2 separate regions of the Sus scrofa genome follow, and region 1 is linked to region 2. The links are chromatin contacts, called in public Hi-C maps. All regions are on one chromosome and are shown on one strand. Each heading gives the region's core, a stretch centred on a gene start, on an enhancer-like site or on the middle of the called end of the contact. The rest is flanking DNA. Distances are from core to core; before and after follow the strand shown. Region 1 has its middle 63 kb from the start of THY1. Region 2 holds the start of THY1 (Thy-1 cell surface antigen).

Region 1 (6,855 bases), core at 1,700-4,199, 63 kb before region 2:
GGTTTGGGATTGGCACATGCACACTATTGTGTATGGGAAGGATGGTAAACAGGGACCTGCTGTGTGGCACAGGGAACTATAGGGAACTATACCCAGTATTTTGTGATAACCTATATGGGAAAAGAACCTGGAAAAGAATGGTTATGTGTATGTGTCTAACTGAATCACTCTGTTGTACAGCAGAAATTATCGCAACATTGTAAATCAGTTATACGTCAATAAAACTTTAATGGGGGGGAGGAAGCTCCTGTGTGGCGCAGCGGTAACAAGCCCGACTAGGATCCATGAGGATGTCCGTTCAATCCCTGGCCTCCCCCAGTGGGTTAAGGATCCAGCATTGCCGTGAGCTGTGGTGTAGGTCACAGACACAGCTCGGATCCCACGTTGCTGTGGCTGTGATGTAAGCCAGCAGCTACAGTTGCAATTGAACCCCTAGAGCCTGGGAACTTCCATATGCTGCAAGTGCGGCCCAAAAAAGAGGAAGGAAGGAGGGAAGAGAGAGAGGAGGCAGCACTGACCCCGGTGGGGAGACGGGGTGGTGGACTGCAAGGGCCAGAGCAGGAAGATAGGAGAGCTTCCAAGATATCTTTGCTCCTGGGCCTTGAGGAGCTAAGACTGCAAGGCTCACCCAGCCACAGGTGTAGACATTTCACCTGACATAGTCCACCAACATGGCTCTGGGCGAAAACAGCCTGCACCCTGTTCCATGGGCTCAGCAGGGGACACCCTTCCCAGCTTCATGGGCTTCTCCTGTCCACAAAAAGAGTCTTGGCATCCAGGTGGCTGCACAGTGGAGGAGGGCACACACCTTATGGGAGGCACATGGTGGCTGCATGTGGCACCAGCCAGGTGAGCCTGCCTGTGACTCACAGACACGGGGGATGGGGTGGGGCTCAGCAGTGTCTCCTGGTCCCCGTGGGCTGTGGCAGCTGGGGGAGCCCTCCCACAGCACTTGTCCTCCCAGCTGGAAAGTGCCTGGACAACCTGGGGGACAGAGAGCCAATGGAAGGAGGAGGGAGGGGACCCCTCAGCACTTTCACACACCCATTCACAGTGTCCCGCAGGTATCGACCTCCCCATTCCTCACAGATGAGGGGCCTGGGGCCCAGAGAGGCCAGTGACGTGGCCTGGGTCACCAGCTGGGACCTGAACTCAACTCCTGGGTCGAAAGTCCATGCCTCTTCTCTTGCATCACTTCTAAGTGAGCCGGGATCCTGAGCTGGGACCCAGGTACAATACCCAGCCCTGTCCTGCCCCACCCTGGGCTTCCAGCCTCAGCTCTGGAGCCAACCCTCAGTTCCAAAGCAGTAAGCGGCCTCAGGTCTGAGATGCAAGGGGTCCTGGGCTACGAGATTCCATCAGTGGATTCACCATCAGCTCCTGAGCCCTCCCTCACCCGGCACATCCTCCCACCACCCACACAGCCTCATCACTTCTCAACAGAGCCCCCAGCCCCCAGCGCCATCGGGGGTCATGCGGCCTCCAGTGGCAGGCCTCGGCTTTCAAAGAAGGTCCAAGTGACCCACTAATAAATAAACAAAGGGGGGTGGGCCCCTCGCCCTCAGGCACCAGGGGTCACCCTCCGAGTGTTTCCTTTCCCTCCCCTGGGATATATTTGGGAGCGCCAGGCCCCGACCTCTTGCAAGGCACCAGGGAGGCCCTGGGGACAGCTCCAGGCTGCCGCAAATATACGACAAATGTGAGACTGCGGGAAGGCTGTCCGTCCTGCCGGCCCCATGCCGCACAACCATGCTGAGACATGGCCACTCCCCCAGAGAGGACTCAGGCTACAAGTGCCCCGGCCCCCCACCCCTGGGCTGCCCACAGGGAGCCCCCACCCCTGTGCTGCCAACTCAGAGGACTTGGCAGACAGGCAGCCCTTCCCCGCTGACTCTTCAGGGCCTGTTCCTGGGCCAGAGGCCAGACAGGAGATGGCCTCTGGCACAAAGACCCTGAAAAACCTGGGGGAAGAAAGAACATGACAAGCAGAACAAGGAGGGGTGGAGGAGGTGTTACCATGTGGGTTGTCCACATTCCCCCTCCTCTGGTCCCCGGGGCTTGCTGCTTCCCTGCCTCCCACCCCGACCCCTCTCCAGAACAGCCACACAAGTCAGGGAGATGGAACTGCCAGCAGGTAATGTTAAACCAAGGAGAAGACACTGCCCTGGCACAGAGGAGGGCCCCCAACTCAGACACTGAATCCGGGAGGACTCCCTGAAGGAGTCGGTTTCTAAGGCCTTGGGGGAGAGATGATTTCAAGGAGAAACAGTTTGTGCAAAGGCCCTGAGGCAACAGAAAATGAGGATTGAAGAGAGTGGATAGGCTCTGGGCACAGGCAGCAGCCAAAAGAGCCCCGCTCCATACTGGTGGCCAGCCGCTCGCTCGTTCTGCTTCCTAGACATCCACAGGAATGCGCCCAGCCTCCCGCTGGCCCCATGAGCGTATTTTGGAAAAAATCTCTTGTCACAGTCCCCAGCCCAGCCCGAGGCTCCTTCAAACTCCTGCATCCTCTCTGAGGCCACTGCTGGGTGGAGCCTCAGCCCTCAGCCCTCCAGGAGTTCCTGACTCATCGAGGAAAAAGCTAAAAAGACCAAGAATCACTCCAGCTCTGGGGGGAAGGCAGCCATGACCTCAGCTCCAGGACACAGAGACAGAGGATGGGGGCAGGAAGCAAGGCAGAGACAGAAGAAGATACAGAAATAGAGACCTAGGTGGAGACTGATGGAAAGAGACATGCTGATCACAGACCGCCCAAGGAAGCAGGACAGAGATACACCAGGCAGTGACAGCTAACAGAAGCCAAAAGCAAAGGGACACTCCTAGGTACACAGGACAGGCTGCCAAGGACTATAAAATCAGCTGATCGGCTGATCCAGAGACAGCCTATGGATCTGGGAAGAAATCGGGTGGGGTGCCTTGACTGCACTTGCAAGAGAAGGCCGTGAGGGGGCGATGTTGCTCCAGCCACTGCCCACCAGCCAGCCCGGCAGCCAGCTCCCCGAAAACAAAAGCAGACTCCATCCATCAGAAGCAGCTGCTGTCTGCTCACTGGAAGGTGTAAGAAACTTGGACGGGGGAACCCAGAGCATCCACACTCTAGGCTGGAGACCCCTCCTCATCTCAGCATCTCCTCAATCCTGACCCTGCCCTCCACATTCCCCGTCACCTTCTCATTCTCCATTTCCTGACCCCTGCCTTCGAAGCACAACATGCCTGAGGACAGGGGGGATGCTGGCTAATTTCCCTGTTCTTTCTGGAAAGGACGCAAACAGATGCTTGGTCTGCTGGGTCTGAAGACTGCCCTTGGCTCCTGCCACAGGACTTGGTCCCCTCCTTTACATCTGACCTTCCAGGCTCTTGGTTTCAAAGCATCACTCACGAAGAGACAATGGTCTTGTATCCACGCTTAACACCAGACTGCAGAACAAAAATCACAAGTGCAACTTTGGGGGAGTTCCCGTTGTGGCTCAGCAGGATACCAACATGACCAGTATCCATGAGGACACGGCTTCAATCCCTGGCCTCATTCAGTGGCATACGGTGTTGCCATGAGCTGGGGGCAGATGTGGCTCAGATCCCATATTGCTGTGGCTGTGGTGTAGGCCTGATACAGCTCCAATTCGACCCCTAGCCTGGGAACCTCCATATGCTGCAGAAGCAGCCCTAAGCAAGAAAAAAACCAAAAACAAGTGCAACCTTGGGTTGTATTAACAGAACCAGTTGTCTGGTGGAGGACGGCGGACAGCAGCAATAAAGTCCAGGCCTCTGGTCACATCTTTTGAAGGGTCGTTAATAAACCTATGTAAGCCAGGAGGAAGGCCACTATAGAAACGTGCTACCCACCCAAGATCCATCAAAGAGCACCGACACCAGGTCAAACACTTTATGTAATCATCTCACCTTATCCTACAGCAACTCGCATCATCATATCCATTTTACAGACGAGAAAACTCAAAGTCCTCTTCCAATGACTATCATGCAGGTGTGGATATTTCTCAAAGCTCCGTCTCAGGCCTTTTCTCCTTTGTGCATATTTCCTAAGTGGTCACATTCCTTCCCATTACCTAGACTTAGTTCTCAAATTAAGTCTTTTGCCTAGATATGTCTCCCAAGTTCCAAACCAGTCTAGCCACCTGCCTTCTCCTGATCTCTTCCTGGATGTCTTCAGGGACCTAACATTCTATGTGCCCAGCGCTAACCCCTGATCTTCAGGTGGTGGGTGACCTGGGCACCCAGCACCCCTCAGCCAGTCTGGACCACACCCAGACCCGTCAGCTTCCAGTGGACGCTGCCCCACACTCAAATCCAGGCTCTCCGCCCTGCCCCCCTCCCTGGACCATCATCCTTCACATCCATCCTGTGACCGGTTCCAAGCTGCTCTCTGTTGCTACCCACACCCTCAACACCACAGCCAGAGCAGTCTCGTTGCTTTGCTTTGCTTTTTTTTTTTGGTCTTTTTGCCTTTTCTAGGGCCACTCCCAAGGCATATTGGAGATTCCCAGGCTAGGGGTTTAACCAGAGCTGTAGCCGTCGGCCTACACCAGAGCCACAGCAACATGGGATCCGAGCCGCGTCTGTGACCTACACCATAGCTCACGGCAACACCGGATCCTTAACCCACTGACCGAGGCCAGGGATCAAACCCGCAACCTCAAGTCTTAGTCAGATTCATTAACCACTGAGCTATGACAGGAACTCCTTTTTTTGCTTTTTTGAGCCATACCTATAGCATATGGAAGTTCCCAGGCTAGGGTTCAAATCAGAGCTACAGCTGCCTACAGCTGCCGTCCTATACCCCAGCCACAGTGATGCAGGATCTGAGCCATGTCTGCGACCTACATCACAGCTCACAGCAACACTGGATCCTTAACCCACCGAGCGAAGCCAAGGATAGAACCTGCATCTTTACGAATGCTCGTCGGGTTTGTTACCACTGAGAAACAATGGGAACTCCCAGGACAGTCTTTTGAAAACATAAACAGACTCATGTCATCCCCCCGCCTAAACCCCTCCAGGGCTTTGTATTGTTCTCAGGGCAAAGTTCAAAGTCCTCGCCACAGTCAGTGCAACCCTGATAACCAGCCGCCCTCTCCAGCCTCAGCGATGTCAGACCTGCCCATCACCACCTCTCACTCTCTCCCGCCAGGCAGGCTCCTCCCTCGGAGAAGGCCTTCTCTTCCTTCCTGTCCTGTCCTGAAGCCCCCACAGCTTGAAACACCCTCTGACCCCCTCCTTAGCCTCCGTCAGGATGGCAACATGCTCTCAACACTGACTTCGGTCTCCGTGCCCACCATGCAGAAGAGGGTGCATTCCGAGGGGAGCAGACCGCATCTGTCTTGGTCACGGCTGGACCCCGGCCTCTGTGCGCCTATACGAGGTGCAAGCTGAGTAAATGCTGGTTGAATGAATTCTGCCCTTTGCGTGCCTCCTGGGGTAGCCCAGCCCCTCCTGGGGTAGCCCAGCCCCGCTCGGGACAGAGCTGACACTTCGTCACTTCTTCCTCCCAGTGAGCTGAATTCCTCTCAAGCTCTTGAAACAACTTCCCTGGATGCCCAAGAAGCGATGTCATTTCTCTTGCTGAGTGCAGGCGGGGTGCGGCCTCATGAGGAATGTGTCTAAAGCATGTGCAGGTGGGGCCGGGCCCATAGCTGGTGTTCAGCGAACAGTAGCTGTGATCACCCACTAATGAGGATGACGACAATGATGACAATGACGTTGGGTGATGAATCGCGATTGCCCTGACCCGGTGTCCCCATGGGGAAGGCCTCCTGTAAAGGCTTGAGCGTGTGACACACCCTCACTCGTGGGTCTCTGGTATGTCCCACCCCACCCCCCACCTTGGTCAGGTGAGGAGCCCGCCAAGGGCCGCCCCAGGCTCTGGCCTCTTGCTTCCTCTGTGTCTGCCCAGGGTGCAGGGGGCTCACTGACCAGGTCCTGGCTGAGGTGGTAGAGGACGGCAGCCAGGGCGGATGGAATGTTCCAGGCAGGTGGCTGAGTCCAGGGACCTACAGGAAGCAGGAGAGGCTGGAGTGACAGCATCTGGAGAGGGTGGGTCTGGCCGTTTGCATTTTTCCCTGACAGCAATGGGAGGCTGGGTTTTCAGCAGGGAGAGCTGTGATCAGAAGGAGATGGGGGGAGCTACTGTTATGGCTCAGTGGTAACGAACCAGACTAGTATTCATGAGGATTCGGGTTTGATCCCTGGCCTCTCAGTGGGTCGGGTATCCGGCGTTGCCATGAGTTGTAGTGTAAGTTGCAGATGTGGCTTGGATCCCAAGTTGCTGTGGCTGCGGTGTAGGTCGGCGGCTGTAGCTCCAGTTCGATCCCTAGCCTGAGAACATCCATATGCCTCGGGTGCAGCCCTGAAAAGACAAAAAGAAAAAAGGAAGCAGATGAGGGAAGTCGAGATGAGGCAGGGCAGTGCCAGGGGAGAGAGCACCAGGTGAGGAGGCTCGCAGGAGGTGGACAAGGTGAGCTGGAAATGACAAGTGGCTCAGGGGCTGCGAGACCCATGATGGATGGAAGGTGGGTGAGCCAAAGGGGAGGCAGCAGAGGTGATGCCTAGAAAGATGGCTGCTGAGATGAAAGAAGGCTGGGAAAGGACAGTTTGGAAAAGAACACGAGGGGTTGGTTTTGCACCCACTGGGTATGAGGTCCCTGTAAGATGGCCCGGCAGGCAGGTGGCAATATGGGGGATCTGGGACACTCGCTCCACAGAGAAGCACCGAAGTTCTGAGAGCAAAAGACACAACGGGGAGCTATGTGAGCGGGGGCACAGGCTGGGACCACGTCTGGAGCAACTGCAGAGTTCACAGCCCACCTGACACGCCCAGGCTGACAAAGGAGAAACCCCTGT
Region 2 (7,349 bases), core at 3,907-6,406:
CAGCAGAAGTCTGAGGACCCACCCTGGGAGCAGAGGAGAGCCCTGAACATAGAGTCAGGAGACCTGGGATCCAGCTAGTCTTGGCTGTGCTCCAAGGTATTTATCTGACCTTTGACAAATCATTATCCTTCTTGGGCCTCGGTTTCCAGCTATAAAATGGTAGATGTCTTCTGCCACCTCTGTGATTCTATAAAGACCATCTGATGAAATCAGGCAACAACAAGAATGAATGGCTACTAGTCCCTGGGTCTTCCTAAAGGAGTCTGCATTTTTAGAGGCGTAATTACTCCCTGTGTCTCTAGATGGGGCAACTGGAGATGATGGGAGAAGAAAGCCTAAGGGACTAAGAGGAAAGCCACAATCTGTCGGTAAATCCTGCCTTGGGTAGAATCTTCTAAACCTTTCCCGCTTTCAGCACTCTTATCCTGTCCCACAGGCAAAGGGGAGTTTTTAAATCTCCTCTCCATCACCATCTTGTGTTCCGCCCTGGTTCCTAATTGTCTTACTTGAGCCATTCACTCCATCCAGCCGAGACCTTGTTTTAGCAGACACACAACTGCCTAGAGTCTACACGCCCCTCCCTTTCCCAAACTAAAGTGCTTAGGGACCCAGAAAATAGGCCAGGTCCTCGTAACCTTATCGAAATAGCACAGCTAGGCCTTCCACCCAACAACACTCAGAGACTGGGCCATAGGGTAGGAAACAGCATCCAGAGTCTTGTCCAGACAGAGCCCAGACATCTTCTGTAGTTAAGAGCCCTCTGGGTATTCTCACGTCCTGCCCCAAAAAAAGGAACCAAGCTTATCTGGGGGCGGTGGGGAGAAGGGGGTGTAAGCCAAAGCTAAAGCAACTAAAGCAACTGTGTTCTGATAGGAAAGATCCCTGGACTGAGAACAAGAAAGCTGTTCCGCAGGAAAGAACACACTGCGTGGAGTGTCAGGGAGGAGGCCAGCACCTCTGGAATGCGGCAGGAAGATGAATGGGAAAGATGAGGTGGTGGTGGAGGGCAGCAGCCAGGGCCTTCAAAATCATCCTCCAGACAATGACAAGCCCGGTCACCTGATCTGTGAAGAGGGATGGTCTGCAATCTCCAGGCCCTCGAGCCTGTGCAAAGGGCAGGCTCAGGCAGCTCTGCTGCTAGACTAAGGACATCCCAGGTGGGCACGGAGAGCTGCATTTCTCGTAAAGCGCCCTAGGAGCTTCTGTTGTTCACCAGAACCACGAGCCCCTGGACTGGACCGTTCACAAGGCTCGTTCCAGTTAGAAAATTCCATCACTCTAAGAGCTGGGAGGCACCTAACCTCCAAGGGAGGGAGAGGGAAGTGGATCTCCCACTTGCCAGCCCAGGGATGACTTCCAACAGTGCCATTACAGTAATGGAAACTGCAGTGAAGGTGCCAGGGCTGACTTCTGTGAAGAAAGAGGAGGACAGGAGTTCCCCTAGTGGCTCATCAGAAATGAATCTGACTAGCATCCATGAGGATGCAGGTTCAATCCCTGGCCTCATTCAGTGGCTTAAGGATCCAGCGTTGCCGAGAGCTGTGATGTAGGTCACAGACGCGGCTCAGATCCCGTGTTGCTGTTGCTGTGGCTGTGGCATAGGTCAGAAGCGACAGCTCTGATTTGACCCCTAACCTGGGAACCTCCATATCCCGCTAGTGCGGCCCTTAAAAGACAAAAAGAAGGAAAAGAGAAGAAAAGACATAGGCGAACAGAAAGGCAGATGACAGGGTGGCAGGGCCAGCCTACACGATGGCCCGACCAGAATTCACAAAGAAGCCACAAGGATGCAAATCAATCAAATAAACCTTTGTTCAAAAAAATTTATCTCACCTGTGAGTGGGAGAGACAAGTCACCCCAGGGCTTCTGGTGACTTCAAATTGATAGGGAGAAAATGGTTGCCCCAGGGGATTAAAAGCTTGGTATCTGCTACTCCTTTAGAGTTGGCCTGTCTCCTCCACTTTCCCACAATTCCACCATTTCCCCCTCCCACTGGGCTGGGATGCAGCTGTGGAGTGGCTCAGCTCCAAGGACTAGGGGCTCCACAGCCCAGGTCCGGCGGCCAGCCCTCCCACTTCCAGCCTGGAAGTGGGATGGGGAGTGGGATGAGATGAACCCGGCAGATTGTAGCCACAGATGTGGATGTGCAGGGTCCAGCACAGGGCTTGGGTGAGGAGGGCGGCACCCCATCCCTTGTCTGAAGACCAAGCAGACAGTACTCAGGACTTGGGAGGGGGTTGGGGGAGGAGGAGTGCATGAAACTGAGAAGAACCTTCTAGCTGCCTGCGCCAGGAGGTACCCGGGAGCTGAAGGAGATGGAGTGCCCCAGAGCAGAAAGCCCCTGCAGGTCTGGATGTTCTAGGCTGGATGAGGGGGCGAGGCAGGCCTGGGGACCTGGGAAGACCAGGCGCAGTACCTGCCTTGCTTCTGAAAATGCTGCTCCAACGTGGAAAAACACTCCCACCATCTTTCTTTGGAGAAAGCCTGTAATATTCCAACACCAAAACCTCTCACTAGAGGTTCCCGTGGAGATGGGTTCCAGATGAAAAGGGAAGGAGGAGGCATGGGCGCTGCCTAACCTCCATCCTCCATTCCTTACCCCTCTCCCACCGGCTTCTGAAGCCGGGGTCAGAAGAAAGGGTTAAAGCCTTAAAAGGGGACCGATTTTGCGGGGCTCTGGGGGTCGGCTGGCACACCCTGAGCGGCCCCGCCCTTCTCTCTAGTGTCCAGAACCCTCCCTGCCCTGCCCAGGCCTAACGGCCACAGGGGGAGGGCCCCCCTTTACTGCAGACCGCCACTCTCCCACACCAATATCGGACCGCCTCCTCCTCCCTCTGCCACCCCTTCTCGCTCCCCACTCAGCCTCTGATTGGCCGAGCCCCCGGGTCCTCCCCGCCCCTCCTCTCCCACCCTTGGTGAAAACTGCGGGTGCCGGGCAGGGTGCAGCAACTGGAGGCGGCGGCGTGTCCGGAGCAGTCTGCGGCGGCGAGGGACCGGAACCCAGGTGGGAACTGGAGCCAGGGCGGGGCCCGGAGCGCCCTCGGTGCCCCTGCAAGCTCTCCAGACCCCAAGCTTCAGAAAACCATCCGAGGGCGCTCAGGGAAGGAGCAGTGCAGGGCCTGGGGAGGGGTCTGCTTCCCAGGCAGGGGCGGGAGCCGGACGCCAAGGCTGCAGGCCGGGGGCCGCAACGCATCTTTCGCCCGCTCGGAGGACGTTTGCCTGGGGCGGGGGCGCTGGAGGAGAACTGGGAGGAAGGGCGCCAAGGACAGTTTTGGGTTCTGCTCGCCACCCACACATCCCCAAGCCCCGCTTGCAAAGACAGGGGCGGGGGGCGACGAAACTCGGGGGAGAGAACCGAGGACCCCAAACTAGAGGGAATCTCTGCCCTCCGACCTCGCGACAGGCTGGGTGCGGGGCATCCAAGGAACGGGAAACCGCAGTGCCGCGGGCGGGGACTGGGAGGAAGGCAGGCAGACGGGGGAGGCGAGAACTGGAAAAGGATGAGAGAGGGGGAAGGGGGACTTCAATTGGGAATGGAGGAGATTGGAATGGGGAGACGGAATAAGGGTGGGGTTAGTCGAACGCGTGCTGAGAGGGAGGGAACGCAAAGCTTCTGCGGGTTCTGAGCTGCGGGGACCCAGGAAACGAAAACAGACTGCGCCTCCCCTACCAGCTGTCTACCCCTCCCTTTGGCTCTCCATCCCCTGCCAGCCCCAGCCCCGTTTCTTCCTTTCTACCCCTTCCTCTCCTGGATCCCGAGCTCACACTCCTCCTCTGTAACTCAGCGTCCGCTAATCAAAACCAGATGTCAGTCCCCCTTTCTTCCCCAGCAGCACCTCCGGGTCCCTCTCGGCAGGGGTCTGGGAAGGAGTTGACTGCGTCCGCGGGCGCCGCAGTACCCCAGCCTCGCCCCTCCCTCCCCACCTCTGGGAGCTGGGCTGAACGCCTGGGACCCTGGAAGCCGCGAGTCGCGCGCCCTGCGCACCCGGCCGACCCCCCTCCTGTGGCCTCTCCCTGGAGAACTCCGCTGCGGACAGGCTAGGCTACCTGCTCTGTGTCTCCTTGCCAGAATATTGATTCAGCCTAGGCTGCAAAAATAAGACAGGGCAGAGAACCTAGGCAGGGAGGCTATGGAAGCCAAACTGGAAAACTGCAAGCCCAAGAATTCCTCCTGGAGAGCTAGAGAATTGGAAAGGTCTTGGTTCCAAGGCAGAGAACACATGCACGCATTTGCAATAGGACAGCACTGCCGTTTTCCTCACACCCTTCGCTGTGGGCCAAGTACAATCCTACCTGGGGCCCCACACATACCTGACGTCATCCCTGGCCACACAGTCATCTAAGAGAAAGGAAATTAATGTTTGTGGATCACTTACTTACAGTGCCAAATGTTTGTCATTTTTCTTAATCTCCATCACGGCCCCGTGTTATGTATCTAAAGCCCAGTTTCGTTCAGTATCTTTCAGGCATCTGTTATCTGCCAGAAAGGTCTGGCCATCGGGGATTTTCTTCTGAATACGAAATAGGAAGTCTTTGTTTAACAGGTAGAGCGTTTTAGTTTTGCAGGATGTCAAGAGTTCTGGAAATTGGTTGCACCACAATGTAAATGAACTTAACACTTCTGAACTGTACACTTAAAAATGGTTTAGGAGAGGAGTTCCCTGGTGGCCTGGGAGTTAAGAACTAGGCATTGTCACTGCTGTGGCTCAGGTTTGACCCTGGCTGGGGAAATTCTGCATGCCACAGGCACAGCCCCGCCAAAAATGGTTATAATAATAAATGTTATGTTCTGCGAATTTTACTAAAAAATAGGAAGTCCCTATCTTCCTGAAGGGAAGAGGAAGTGGTAATTTCAAGACACTTACTCAAAGTCACCCAACTAGTAAGCATTCAGCACAGATACCCACCACCAAAGGGTATGTTCTCCATCCCTCTTGCTTTCTCTGACTGGGAAGAGCCGAGTGTCTGTCACATTCACTGAGAGGTGGGAGGGGAGAGGGCTACAGAGAGGGGCTTGGATGCCCCCCATGGCCATTATGGCATGTCTCCCAGGGGCCCCCAGGCCTGGCAGTAAATGTGGGCACACCTGCCCCGCCTCTTGGCTGATTCCCACCCTGTTGCACGCCTAGGTCCAGGACTGAGCTCCCCGGCACCATGAACCCTACCATTGGCATCGCTCTCTTGCTAACAGGTACCAGGCGGGCGGCGGGGCTGGGATTCCAAGCACCCTGGCTTCCTTCCCCTCAGAGAAGCTAGCTTCTTCCACACAACCTCAGAAGGCAGGGGTGACTAAGGGAGAGAGGGCTCCTTTTCATCCCTAAGTCAGCTGAGCAGCCTAGTTGATCTGACTCCCTGGGATGGTTTTTAGAAACACAAGTCTCTGAGCCTGCCCCATATTGAGCTGGAAATCTCCCATTGGGGACCGGGAAGTTGCATCAACTCCCCGAGGTCTCCTGCCACTGGAACATACTGGTGGGACCCAGGACTGGAGGAGACGAGGGAGATAGGCTGGCGTCTGCCCTGGGGAAGGCGGACTAGCCCTCACGGACCTCTGGGTGGAGAGAGGTACTCAGAGAGCAGACCCCTATGCCCTCCCTAGCCAGGCCCTTCTCTGCTGTCAATATGGGTGGGGAGCTCCCCTGCTCTGCAGGTCCTCCCCAACTTGGAGGGGGCACTGCTGGTGTCAGTCTTGCAGGTGGCCCGTGGACAGAAGGTGACCAGCCTGACAGCCTGCCTGGTGGACCAGAGCCTTCGTCTAGACTGCCGCCATGAGAATACCACCAACCTGCCCATTCAGTACGAGTTCAGCCTGACCCGCGAGAAAAAGAAGCACGTGCTCTTGGGCACTGTGGGGGTCCCTGAGCACTCCTACCGCTCTCGAACCAACTTCTCCAGCAAGTACGACATCAAGGTCCTCTACTTATCAGGCTTCACTACCAAAGATGAGGGGATCTACGCATGCGAACTCCACCTCTCTGGCCAGACGCCCAGCATCTCCAGCAAGAATATCTCTGTGTTCAGAGGTGAGGCAAGCCCCCGACAAGACTGAGTGAGCTGGGAGAGGTGGGCTGGGGAGGAACGGGCCCGAGAGGACAGTGGTTCCCGACCCTTCCCCTCTCCCCGCACTGCTGCCTGTTCCCGGCGGAAATCATGCCCTCAGCGAGAACAGGGGAAGGGCTAAGGGGACAGGCAGACGGGCGGACGGTGGTGGCGGACACTTCCCCCATGACTGCGGGCAGGTCACTTGGCATCCCTACACCTTCTCGCCACCTGGAAAACGGGATGGCACTAGCTACGTCAGCCATAGTTCTCTGGTGATGATACTTGTTCAAGGGCTCCGGAACTGGCAAATGGGAAAGATGGTTGGTTCTGTTCCACCAGGTTGGCCCTGGTTCCAGCCCAGACGCCATGGGAGGGCGGCCTTGCTCTGGGCCTGGGCCTGCTGAGTCCTGGTCCCTCTTCATTCCTGCCCTGCCTCTCCACCCCGTTCTCTCCACAGACAAACTGGTCAAGTGTGGGGGCATAAGCCTGCTAATCCAGAACACCTCGTGGCTGCTGCTGCTTCTGCTCTCGCTGCCCCTCCTGCAGGCCATGGATTTCATCTCCCTGTGACTGATGGGGCCCGTGGAAGATACACGAAGCCACAAGGCCCAGTGCAGAGACCCTACTTCTCTGAGTCAGCTGACCCCCTCCCCCCAACCCCTCACACACCTTGGGGAGAACTGGGGACCCCACCGCTCCTAAGGACTCCCAGTGCTGCATGCCATTATCCCCCTCTCCCCCACCGCCACCTCGTACCCTCTCCGCACGCCACTGGCTATTCGTCCTCTTTGTTCCAGAGCTGCTTTCTGTCTGGTTTATTTAGGGCTTGTCCTTCCTTTTCTTTGGAGTTTGTGAAAAGGGAAGCCAGGGTTGGGGGCCTGATGGAGAGTGGGGGGGATGGAAGGGTAGTAGGAGGGAGGGGCACCAGACCCAGGGGGCTGTCATCCTTGCCTGGGAGAGACCTGGACGAGGAGGGGGGCCTTAGCACCTCTTTCAGCAGGAGGGATGGTGCCTGAAGAGCTCCGATGTGAGGGGAGTGCCAAGCGCTTGTGGCCCATCAGGTGAGGAGACAACTCAGCATCCCCGGAAACACTTTCTGTGGCAGAAAAAAGGCAGTCTTCTTACCCCAGCGCACGTGCCTGGGCCCAGGGCATGGTCCAGTGAAAATGGAGATTCTGCCTGGAAGGCAGTGATGAGGGGCTGGAGAGGCAGGGGAAGAGGGTCCATCATCCCTCCCCTCCTGAGGAAACTACAAATGGGAGTCCAGCATCTCGACCAGCAGTTGGGAGGGTGGCGAAGGAGGACA

What was found. Hi-C and Micro-C count contacts between places; a contact is called where the count stands out from the background.
Region 1: a Hi-C map of embryonic fibroblasts shows a contact between it and region 2, with 4 times the contacts expected there. The contact joins the enhancer-like site here to the promoter of THY1 in region 2. A contact is called at or near these places in 1 of 5 promoter capture datasets (liver), 27 of 47 Hi-C or Micro-C datasets (adipose tissue, alveolar macrophages, blood and 15 more) and 1 of 2 datasets of contacts at active chromatin or transcription factors (skeletal muscle).

Annotation. Positions count from the first base shown.
Region 1 is chr9:46,669,510-46,676,364 of Sscrofa11.1, reverse strand. It overlaps a transcript of LOC102161637 not described here. Among named protein-coding and RNA genes, the nearest start is that of THY1, 63 kb to the right of the region's middle. Within about 2 kb of position 2,949, at least 21 of the 83 cell types and tissues checked have an H3K27ac peak or open chromatin away from gene starts, as enhancers often do. A contact at or near this core is called in adipose tissue, embryonic fibroblasts, omental adipose tissue and 3 more, where this site is marked.
Region 2 is chr9:46,607,866-46,615,214 of Sscrofa11.1, reverse strand. It overlaps THY1 (Thy-1 cell surface antigen), which reads left to right and starts at 5,156. Exons shown (of 3, transcript NM_001146129.1): 1 at 5,156-5,192; 2 at 5,689-6,024; 3 at 6,501-6,613. The coding sequence starts at 5,156. The coding sequence ends at 6,613.